3 separate regions of the Mus musculus genome follow, and all the other regions are linked to region 3. The links are chromatin contacts, called in public HiChIP or PLAC-seq and Micro-C maps. All regions are on one chromosome and are shown on one strand. The core of a region is the stretch at or near the end of the contact, and the rest is flanking DNA. Distances in the headings are between cores, read along the strand shown.

Region 1 (3,469 bases), core at 449-2,948, 2.0 Mb after region 3:
AGGGCGGCGTGGGCCCTTCCCGGCAGGGACCGGCCGGGCTGGAGTGCTGGTCCATGGCGGGGAAAGAGAGGAGGGCGAGAGGCGCTTACTGTTGGTAGTCTTGTTTGCAGTACAGTTTCCGATCCCGGAAGTAGCAGCTGGTGGTGAGGGCTTGCTGACATGCCGCGCACTGCAAACACTCCTCGTGCCAGGACGACTCGTTGACTCGCATCAGGAAGCGGTCGGAGATGGGCCGCTGGCAGCCCTCGCAGACGGCGGGATGCGGGCAGTCGGAGCCTGCAGCGCACAGGGCGAGAGCCGGGCCGTCAGCGCCGCTTGGCCCAGCCCCGGAGCGCCTCCCGTCGCCTGAGGACCCCAGCCGGCGAGCCAGAGACCCGGCAGCCCTAGACAGCACGCTCCTTTCCGTAAGCTGGGGCGCCGTGAGGCCGAGGGCCTGCAGCCTTGGCTGGGCGCTGCGCTCTCCCCGCTCGCGGAGATCCAGCGGATGGTGTTATTACCAACGAGAAGGAGCTCCGCGCGGGGTGGCCGGCTGGAACCCAACCAGCGAGGTGAGGCCAGGACACTCGCTGGCTGACACGCCCCACGATGCTGTTGGAACCTTCTACCCCAAGAACCGCGGTTGGGATAGACCCGGGGATAGTTTTCTCTTCTAAAAGCTCCCCTTCCCCAGGTGACCTGGCCTCTCTCCCGGGCTCTAAGGAGACAACTTGGTTCTCCAGCATCCCTGCCACCCGCTTCCCACCCCAGCTCAGTCCAGTGTAGCAGCACTAGAACCCAGACCCGGAGAGGACGGTGTGAGTGACGGCTGAGGCTGTTCAGTCCTCTGTCTAGGTGACGTCCCTGAACGTTTTCCCCTCAGGGAGCTCTGTCTCGGTGTGCTTGTTACCCCTCCGGTGGTCATTCCAGGGGTCCGGACCCCCTCCCCACGTCCTGAAAACCTATTTTCTTTATTCTTTGCCCCTCACGCCGGTATCCACAGCGGCACGACGGACAACCCTACCCCCTGACCCGCACTATTCGAGCGTTGCGACCCAGCACTCACCCAGCAGCACCCCCAGGGTGGCGGGCCCGGGGCGAAGGGCGTGCTCCTCCATCTTGATGCCGTCCAACATCTTGATGCCGTCCAACATCTTGGCGCAGTCCGTCTGCCCGCGAGGGAAGCACCTCTCCAGCGACTCGGGACCTGTTGCTATATCCATGGGACGCCCGGCGCGCTGCGGACCCCGCCGGCTGGGCCGCTCACCCTCCGGCCCGTCCGCCCGCTCCGCTGCAGCCGGGGAGGCGCGGCGCCCGCGGGGTCGGGGCCGCCCGCTGCCCCGGGGCGAGCGTGGAGCGGCGGCGCGCTGGCCCCGGGCCCCGGCGTCGTGCGGGAGGGCCCGGGCGGCTGGCAGCCCCGCGCGCCGCTCTCTACCGGCTACTCGCAGCCACGCGCACTCGCTGCTCGCCTGTCACCTGCTTGTCAGCCCCGGGTCCCGGCTGCAGCAGCGGGCGGCACGCGGAGCCGCCCGGAGGAGTAGGAGGAGGCGGCGGCGGCGGCGGCGGGCGGGGGAGGGGGCGGGGGTGCAGGGGCGGCCCCGCGGGCTGGGGGGGCGCGGGCGTCGCAGCAGGGTCCCGGGCGGGGCGCAGCAGGCCGCGGGGCTCCAGGCGCGCTCCCCGCACTACTCCAGTGCCATGGTGCGCCCGAGGAGCCGCTCGGTTTAGAGCTGGGGCTGGCGGCGGAGGGATACTCCGGCCCCGAGCCGCCTCACCCCTCCTCAAACTTCCTGACATTTGAACTCATTGGTGCGCCTCGTATCACTGCGCCGGGATGAGCCGGCTGCTCCACGTCAAATAGTGCCGTCGCCTCCCCCCCTCCCTGCGGGAGGGCTCCCTTAGCCCCCGTCCTGCACCCCGTGCCGCGCCCTGAATCCAGGCGACCATCCTGTCCACCATTGGCAGAAGTTTGGTTAGCCATCGAAACAAATCCTGTGCCCCACCCCTCTTGAAAAATTGATTTGGGAGTTGGGGAAATCAGGCTTTCTTTTTTTTCTTTCTTGCCTTTTTTATTATTAATATTTTTGTTGTTTTTTTTTTAAGCTCCAGCGCTCAGAGGAGTGGCCCCAAGCGAGGCCAGACTGTGAGGACGGCGGGGAACGCAGCGACTTCTCCAGGGGACAGCGCCAGGCGGGAGCGGCTGGCCCAAACCCGGACTCGTAGTCTAAGGTAGGTCGCAGGGTCTGAGTTGGTGTCCCCTCGGGAGGCGGGGCCTGCACCGGACAGCCTGGTGTGCTGAGAGGGCTCCTAGGGTCGAGGGATGGGGAACATCAAATGTAAGCAAGAACCGCTGGCCCCGGACTCGCCAAAGGGAACCCTGACCTGGGGAGGGGGTGTAAGGGCTGTAGTTTGAGTAAGTAGTCCCAAAAAGCCCAGGCCTGGCAGAAATAGGGCGGGGGAATGAGTTGAGGGGGCTCTCATAGCCAGAATGGGAGATCTTGGGTGAAAGAGGACGGTCAGGCCCGGGTTGAGACCAAGAGAGTGTTAAGAGGGTCAACAGGGCTCGGAAAGATATCTTGTTCCCGGCCGGGGTCAGTGGGCGAAGGCTGGGCCTCCCAAGGCTTGGAGTATGAGGGGCAGGTAAGAAGTGGTGTCCTCAAGATCTAGGGGTGGAGGCCTGGAACGGCATGGGTACAGTCGTTCTAAGGAAATCTGTGTGACCTCTGAAATCGGTGCCCTTTCATTGTGGCTAAGGGACCTGGCCAGGGTTAGAGACTGAGCGCTGGCCACCCTTGGCAAAGTGGGCCTCGACAGCGGGCAACGCAAGGCCAGCGGCACGCAGCTGGAGACTCCTGGGTGCATCCGGCCAGACATCCGCGAGAAAACTAGAAGACGTCGCATCGGGAAACAGGGTACCTTCGGCCCCACCACTCCCGCGCGGGTTTCGTCCTGGAATAGCAGGAGGGATGGTGCGGTCCCAGGGCAGGAGTTAACAGCCCCTGCGAGCTGCTGCTGGGCGGCCCTGGCCCCTCCGGCTGTGGAGCAGCGGCGCGAAGCCGGGAGGGGATGGAGGGCTCGGAGGGCGGGTCCCCTGACCCCGCTAGAGGCGAGAGGGCGGATCAGATTTGGAGCCTGAGGGAGGCTTGGTCAGAAGTGGCCCCCTGTGCTGGGGGGGCCCCCCGGAGGGGCCCGGCTTTGTGGAGGATTAGCGGTCACCGCCCCACCCCAGTACCTGCGTGTGTGTCGGTGGGTATCGGAGTGTGTCTGTGTGTGTCCGCGCTCCCGCCTCGCGGAAGCTATTGAGAACGTGTGCACCCGTATTCCTGTGCACATACATTTTGTGTTTGTGTGTCCTTACGTCTTTCCAGGCAATGAGTGTGTGTGTTTTCGGTACACGTCTCTCGTGCTTCTATGTCATGTTTTTTACACGTCTTTGTGTGTGTCCTCGTGAAGGTGTAGATAGTGAAGATGTCTACGCCTTTGTATGCGCCTCGGC
Region 2 (3,372 bases), core at 789-3,288, 2.4 Mb before region 3:
GGCGGGGGGGTCTGATAGCCTGGGTATTAAAACCCGAAAATTAGATTTTATCAGGATTTCTGAACTCAGATTTCTCTGTCTTATTGAATTAGCGCCTTTCCAAGCTGGCCGGACTGCCAACAGGCTCTGCCGGAGTCTCGGGCTGTGCGCTCTCCTTGTGGGAAACTTGCCTCTGCGGGGCGCAGGGTCCCTGGGGATGATGGGGAGGCGGGGGGGGGGGCAGTCCACCGGAGGTTAATTCTTCTACCCAGGCTGGACAAAAGGTAGAAGAATTACCCAAGCTGAAACTTGCTTTGGAGGCCGTAGGAAGGATCGGGAAGGGAAGGGGAACCCCACGGCCGGCGGTTACCTCCCCTCCACCCCCACCCCGCCCTGGGTTGTCCCACGCTCACCGCTGCCTTGGTGGACGTTCGGGTTCGGGTGTCCCGGTGTCCCCAGTTCTGGGAAGGGAGCTTTCTCCAGACTCTGGTTTCTCCCTGTCACCCTCACAGCGGCTGGGAGGGCCCCAAAAAGTTGGGCTCTTGGGGGCGGGGCAGAACACCCAGCTCTGAGGACGTATAGCTGAGGCCGCCTCGTGTAGGTCCCTGAGGACGGGCGGGGCTAGCCTGAGGCCCGCAGACACCCAGGAGTCTGGCTGAGTCCGCGCTGAGCTCGGGCGCGTAGACAGTGGCGTGCACCGCACATAGAGCACAAACCGCCGCTGCGTTTTGCCTTTCCGAAGTTCGGTGCAAACCACCGGCGCAATTAATAATCACGCCTTTAATAAAGGCCAGGCTAGCATCCAGGCTGCCCCCTCATTTGACATCGCCTCCCTTAATTAAAAGACACCGAGCAAAGCTCCAGGGAATTATTCGCATTCTTTTTCCCGGCGCTGCTCCGCGGAGACCCTGTCGCCGCCATCCCCCAGCAAAGACCCGCAACTTACTCCGAAACGGGCGGACCCGAGATCTGGAGGTCCACTTCCCGTCTTTGCTCTCCCTGGAGTGCGACTCTCCACGGTGGTGGAGCCCCCTTCTCCGCCTGCCGACCCCCTCCACAGCACCGAAAGAAGTTTCTAACCTGACTGGCCAAGAGTTCTCCTTGCGCCTTTAGAGCCCAGAGGAGACTAAATTAGGGAGGGGAGCGCCGGCGGAGAAGGGTTAATTTACTTTTCATAGACACGAGTAAGCAGCGTTATTGCAACAGCCCATCCCCTCCCCACACAGGCGCTCGGATAGAAAAAGACGAGCTGGGTGGCGGGGAGCCCAGAGAGAAGACTAGCTACTCTACTTCTTAAAGATGCTGCACCCGGCGCGCACACACACCCCTCTTCCGCGGCTCCAGCCCTCCTTTAGTAGCAGCCGCCACCAGATAACTTTGCGTCCGAACCTCGGCTAGGAGGCTCCGAGTGACTCCCTGGTCCGGGGAGAACTGGCACCGTCGCCGAAGCCTTTTCAAAATGAAAGCACCCTGGCGAAACTGCGGCGCTTCCGTCCCCGCCCGCCGCCCCGGCGCTCCCCGCTCGCCTTACCCGGGCTCGGAGCAGCTTCCCGGAGCGAGCCCCGAGAGGCCGGAGACCGCCACCCTCTGGCTGGTGCTGGGTGGGCGCACGGGCCGCAGGGTTGAGAGCTGGAGACTCCTGCCCCGCGCCGCCGCTGCGGTGGCCACCCTCAGATCTGGGCTGGGGAACCCTCGGGCCGCCGGGGGGCCCGCCCGCAGCCGTCCCGGAGACGCGGGCCAGGGAAGGGGGCCAACCGCGCGGCTTGCATGGCCCTCCCGGGCCGATCGGGAGGTCGCTGTTAACAAGTGCAAACTTTTGGGGCCCCCTGGGCAGCCAGGGGAGAACCTGCACGCGCGCCCCACTCAGCCCCTGGCCTGGGTGGGCTTCGCCGCTGCTGGTCCAGGCGCCTGAACATCCCCCTGGCGCGGCGCCGGCCAGATGGCGGGGCGCCTCACCGCCCCCCTGCACTCCGCTCCAAGTTAATGCCGAGGCTAAATCCTCTTGCCATCACTCACGGTCACCATCGGGGCTTTTATCTCCCGGTCTGATCCGGGCTGCGTAACTTCCTCTGTGTGGCTTTAACACACCATCCCACCACGGAGCAACGGTCTTCTTAAAGGTGCAGGAAGGAAATACTGCGAGGCTCCGGGGACGAGCTCGGCCCGGGGAGGGGCGCGGCGAACAGGGGTGTCCCGGCGGGCCCGCGGCCAGGGTGGCCCCAGCAGGCGGCCGCCGGAGTGAGCCTGCTGTGGGGGGTCGCTGCCTACACATCGCCTGTCGGCCCGAGGACCAACCGGTCCCTGAGCTCGGGGTGCATCCTCAGCGGACTCGGGTCAGGCACAGCGGAGCTGCATCTCCCTTCTTCCCAACTGTGGGGCCTGACTCGGTGCCAGCGCCCAGGGGTGTGGGGGCTGCCCCATCGGCACCAGGGAGGGGGCCAAGTGAGTCAGCCCCCACCCCCCACAGCCAGGGCTCTAGGCTGCTGCTCCTCGGTTTCTGTCTCTTTCTCTCTGTGTGAAGCGCTGCCACCCAGAAGGCCCTGAGCAGTGGGTAAAGGGGTGGGTGGGTGGATTTGGGGAGCTGGGGAGGGGGAGCGCTCTGAGCGCACAACCAAAGCATGAATACCAGCTGACACATCGCCGCCTCCAGCCTGATGGGCCCTGCTTTTGACGGAGAAGCCAAGCCAGCTCTGCAGGGAGCGCAGAGTAGGGGGGCAGGAGGGCCTTTGCTAAGGAGCTCTCTGCCTTCCTGGGGCAGGCCTGGGAGGACCACGTGGGAGGACTCCAGCAGATGCCGGGCAGAGGCCACTGAGTTGACTGCCCTAGGACAGCCCTGTGCTCTCTTCAGCCCCCTGGAGGCTTCCTGCCAGGCTGTGTGCAGGCTGTAAGAGTGCTTCCTGGTATTCCCAGGGGCGCTTTGTGGGTCTTTTGGGGGTGCTCCTGGTCCCCTTTGGGTGGGTTCTTGCTGCAGTATTTACGGAGATGTCATTTGGATGCATCAAGAACAAAGGACCTAGAGGGGGTGGGGTGGGGGGAGAGAGAGAGAGAGAGAGAGAGAGAGAGAGGGAGAGAGAGAGAGAGAGAGGGAGAGGGAGAGAGAGAGAGAGACTGGTCCAAGGTCACAGAGGGTGTCACTAGGTTGGCTTGTACCTCAGCCCCCACCCCACTGCCTCCACTCACACCCACTTTAACCCTTCCCTACTCCCAACATCTCCCCCTAAATCTTAACAGAGGGTTGTTCTGTTGGTTATAACATTTGGAATTTTGTGACAAAGCAAGCAGGAAATGAAGAATTAAAGATTGTCATTGGTAATAATGATGATGATAATAATAACAAACAATTTATAGAGTGCCTTTCATGTCAGACTGCATGCAAAGTGGCCTGTGTGCACT
Region 3 (3,439 bases), core at 864-3,363:
CGGCATCTGTAAGGAACTCTTACCCGCCGGCAGCCCTTGCTCCTCTGCAGCGCTGCCCTCTGCTGGCGCCCTGCCCGTTGGTCCCTCTCCCGGCCCGGTACACCCACTCTCCACTGGGCTCCAGAGGTTCTGCTTCGGAAGACTTCCTATCGCCGGCTTGGCGCTTTAGTCTCCCGCCTGCCGGGCTGAGGATGCCAGACCACTGGCTCCGACTAGGGCTTATATAGACCTGGGATCCCATGGTTGCCAAGAGCGAGGCAAGCTTAGCTCTGAGGAGCTGGTGATGGAAAGGGTTCTTTTCCTAGCGGCATTAGAATCTGATTCGTGGGTCAAATCTCAGTCCCGAGCTGCCAGCGCTATCCACGCCCAAGTCACAGGGCTTCGAAGGCCTGAAGAGTCTTCACTGTACAGTGGAGCCCTAACACGGGAACTCACACAAACCAGCCTCCAGGGCTGCGGAACTTTCCTTTGCGTCACCTGAAATTGCAGCGGGAGTAGGGGAGGGGGCTCTGAGGACTTAGGCTGTTGAGTGAGGTGTGCCCAAAGCCGCTCCAACGTTTCTGGAGCTGAAGGTGTGGGGGCAGTCTTAAGGCTATCCAGGAGACTTCGGTGCACACAGGAAGCCGTGATCTTCCCGACTTAGCAACTGTTTCTGAAGAGGTGTGGAGCTGGCTCCCAGGTACCTTGGAAAGACTATACAGAATCCACTGGAGGAGGGGGAGAGCGGGAAGGGGGAAGGAAGGAAGAGAAAGGAGCCAGGAAAGAAAGAATCATCATTAAGAGACCAAAAAGAAAGAGGAACGTCTGGTGGCTTCCTAGGTTGAAATCCCAGTAGACTGATTCCAAAGCAGGGCCCAGCAGATGGCTTTGCCCTGGGCCGTCCGCAATTTCAGAGGCATTTTGGGTGTCTGCAATTCCCATCTTGCATTGCTCTAGGGTATTCCACAGATGTGAGTATCTGATGACCTTTCAATACTCCCCACCCCAACTTAGTACTCCTAGGGCTGGTAACCTTTCTATGGTAGGTGAGATCCAGCCCCGACGGCGACTCCTCAGCAGCCCTCTGTGCTGGTGACGGAAGTTTTACACTGGCTGTGCGCAGCGAGCAGAGCTCTTGGGGAGCCCGTTTAGGACGAAGCGCCCGCTTGGGTAGCGCTGCCAGCGCAAGAGATCTGCATCTCCCAAGCTGTCCGGGTTGCCACCGCAGCTTAAGGAGTGAAGCCTCTAAAGAGCAGAGGGTGTGGGACGAAGGAGAGGTGGGGATCGGACAGAGTACTGGGCTTGGTTAAGGAGATAGGCAAAGCACCGGCAGCTCTGGGAGTGGCCCGCAGAGCTAGGAAGGTGAAGGCCTAGCTTGGGATCCACAGTGATCAAGGATCTTGCTTAGCCCGGGTGAGCATGGGGACCCGCGGGGTTTGCAGCCATACGCCCCCTCTTTCTCAGTCTAGTCCCGGGAGTAAAGGCAAGCCTCGCTGCGCAGCATCCCCTACTTCAACACCCGTCCCCCCCCACCCCCCTTCCTCGCTCCGGGCCGCGAGTTGAGCCTCCCTCCCTGCCTGGAGCTTCCCACGGGGAGAAGAGGAGGAGGGGGAGGAGGAGGAAGGCTGGGGGGAGGGAGGAGCAGAGGGAGACTATTCTGAGCGGTCCGCACGCTGCCCCCGCCCCTCGCGCTGTCGGTGAAGGCTCCTTCGAGCCTGGCCGGGTACAAGTCTGTCCTTCGACGTCAGGGGGTCATTAATAACCAATTAGGAGGGTCACTGCAGCTCCTATAAAAGAGCTGAGATTTTGCTAAGGGGAGGACGGTCCTGGCTGGGTGTATAGAAGGCTAGTGGGAAACCGAGAGTCCTTGGTCGTTGTCTCTCTACAGCCACCCGCCGCCCACCCTTCCCGCACCCCTCCTGGTATCCACCCTTGTCTCCACCCGCGGACTTCCAGCCCTCCGTGCTGCCTCTGCCATCTCTGCAGATTTTGTGAATCTCCGGTTTGGCTCCCTGTCTTCCCAGCCATCTCTTGCCACGCACTCCCCAGTGCACCCTCCTCCTGCTCCTCTTCCTCCTCCTCCCTCGTGTTGTGTCACCCTCCTCTCCTTTCATTCCTTTGACCCCTCTTCGTTGCCCACCTCTCCGGAGTCCACCTAGCCGTCCTTCGGCGCCCGCGGCGAGCCCTCCGCCGCCCATGATGGGCTCTGTGCTCCCAGCTGAGGCCCTGGTGCTCAAAACAGGGCTGAAGGCTCCGGGGTTGGCGCTGGCAGAGGTCATCACCTCCGACATCCTGCACAGTTTCTTATATGGCCGATGGCGCAACGTGCTAGGCGAACAGCTGCTGGAAGACAAGAGCCACCACGCCAGCCCAAAAACGGCCTTCACGGCCGAGGTCCTGGCGCAGTCCTTCTCAGGAGGTGAGTGTGCCGTCGGGGCTCCACTCCTTCGCTCTTCCTGGCTACCCCCAATTCTCAGGTTAGCGGCACGGGTCCAGATGGGGAACACAGGGGCTGGGGCTGCCGCTCCCAGCCAGGATGCGCTCTCCCTAATCAGCGCACCTCAGTTTTTTCGTGGGTCCAACCTGGGTTGCAACGGCCTCATGGAAGCAGAGAAGAGGCATGTAGGAATGCAGGAGGCTCAGGGACCAGATCCCAACGACCGGAGCGACTTACCTCGGTCAGCCCGGGCTCTCCTGTGTCGTCTCTCCCCACCCCATCCTCCAGCCTGGAGCTGGCGGTTTCCTGGCATTAAAAGCCTTACTGGGCGTGTAATAGCAGTTGACTCAAAAAGAAGGGGTTTTAAATTCATTTGGTTAACTTGGGCTTGACCCGCGAAAGTTCCCACTTAAACCACAAACTTTAAAAGACAGCCGGGGCCGGGAAGGGGCGGAGGGCGGGCAGGCCGGAGAGAAAAAGCCGCAGAGAGCGAGGGAGAGAAAGAGAGCGAAGAAAGTTTCTTTTCTTTAAGATGTCTCAAGTTCTTATTCCTCATTCGTCACCCCGCAAACAATATCTTTCCCCAGCGCTGGCGTCTCTGAGCGACGCCCTCTCTTCCCCTTTAAGATCGCTGTTCCTCTCTTAATTTACCGTGAAGACTAATTCCACTTCCATTCACGCTATGTCAACCATCTAATCCTGCCTTTTTGTAAGGGGAATTCCTCGGCCCCTTTTAAACAAGTCCCCTCCGCATTGAGATACAATTTACTGCTACAGCTTTCTTCCAGGGCTAATGAATTTAGAATTAGCAATTTCTTTCGAATGGAACCGAATGAATGCGATCACTTTAACAGCGTGACAAATTGCCGGCCGCTCCGCAATGGACACCGTTTAACCCCCCCTTTCAGCCGGCCGGCTCGCCGGGTATTTTCCCAGGTAGCTTAGAGGGGAACCTTGTAAGACATGGAGGCCGCCCCTGTGTGCCTCAACGCTCCCACCCCTGCCGCAGAGGCCCCACCGGGG

Evidence for each region. A called contact is a pair of places that touch in the nucleus more often than the background predicts. HiChIP or PLAC-seq counts read pairs in DNA pulled down with a chosen protein or histone mark.
Region 1: a Micro-C map of embryonic stem cells shows a contact between it and region 3, with 22 times the contacts expected there. The contact joins the promoter of Lmx1b here to the promoter of Prdm12 in region 3. A contact is called at or near these places in 4 of 39 promoter capture datasets (embryonic stem cells and hippocampal neurons), 14 of 484 Hi-C or Micro-C datasets (embryonic stem cells and epiblasts), 3 of 115 datasets of contacts at active chromatin or transcription factors (all in embryonic stem cells) and 2 of 9 other capture datasets (embryonic stem cells and embryonic tail).
Region 2: an H3K27ac HiChIP or PLAC-seq map of embryonic stem cells shows a contact between it and region 3, with 19 times the contacts expected there. The contact joins the promoter of 6530402F18Rik here to the promoter of Prdm12 in region 3. A contact is called at or near these places in 2 of 484 Hi-C or Micro-C datasets (both in embryonic stem cells) and 1 of 115 datasets of contacts at active chromatin or transcription factors (embryonic stem cells).

Annotation. Positions count from the first base shown.
Region 1 is chr2:33,639,400-33,642,868 of GRCm38.p6, forward strand. Lmx1b (LIM homeobox transcription factor 1 beta) reads right to left here and starts at 1,699. Exons shown (of 8, transcript NM_010725.3): 1 at 1,043-1,699; 2 at 90-276. The coding sequence starts at 1,199. Gm39790 (a long non-coding RNA gene) reads left to right here and starts at 262. Exons shown (of 3, transcript XR_866136.3): 1 at 262-548; 2 at 671-831; 3 at 980-1,072. C130021I20Rik (Riken cDNA C130021I20 gene) reads left to right here and starts at 1,794. Exons shown (of 3, transcript NR_046275.1): 1 at 1,794-1,945; 2 at 2,077-2,202; 3 at 2,728-3,469.
Region 2 is chr2:29,250,955-29,254,326 of GRCm38.p6, forward strand. It overlaps 6530402F18Rik (RIKEN cDNA 6530402F18 gene), which reads right to left and starts at 2,039. Exons shown (of 2, transcript NR_029460.1): 1 at 1,511-2,039.
Region 3 is chr2:31,637,924-31,641,362 of GRCm38.p6, forward strand. Prdm12 (PR domain containing 12) reads left to right here and starts at 2,114. Exons shown (of 5, transcript NM_001123362.1): 1 at 2,114-2,398. The coding sequence starts at 2,176.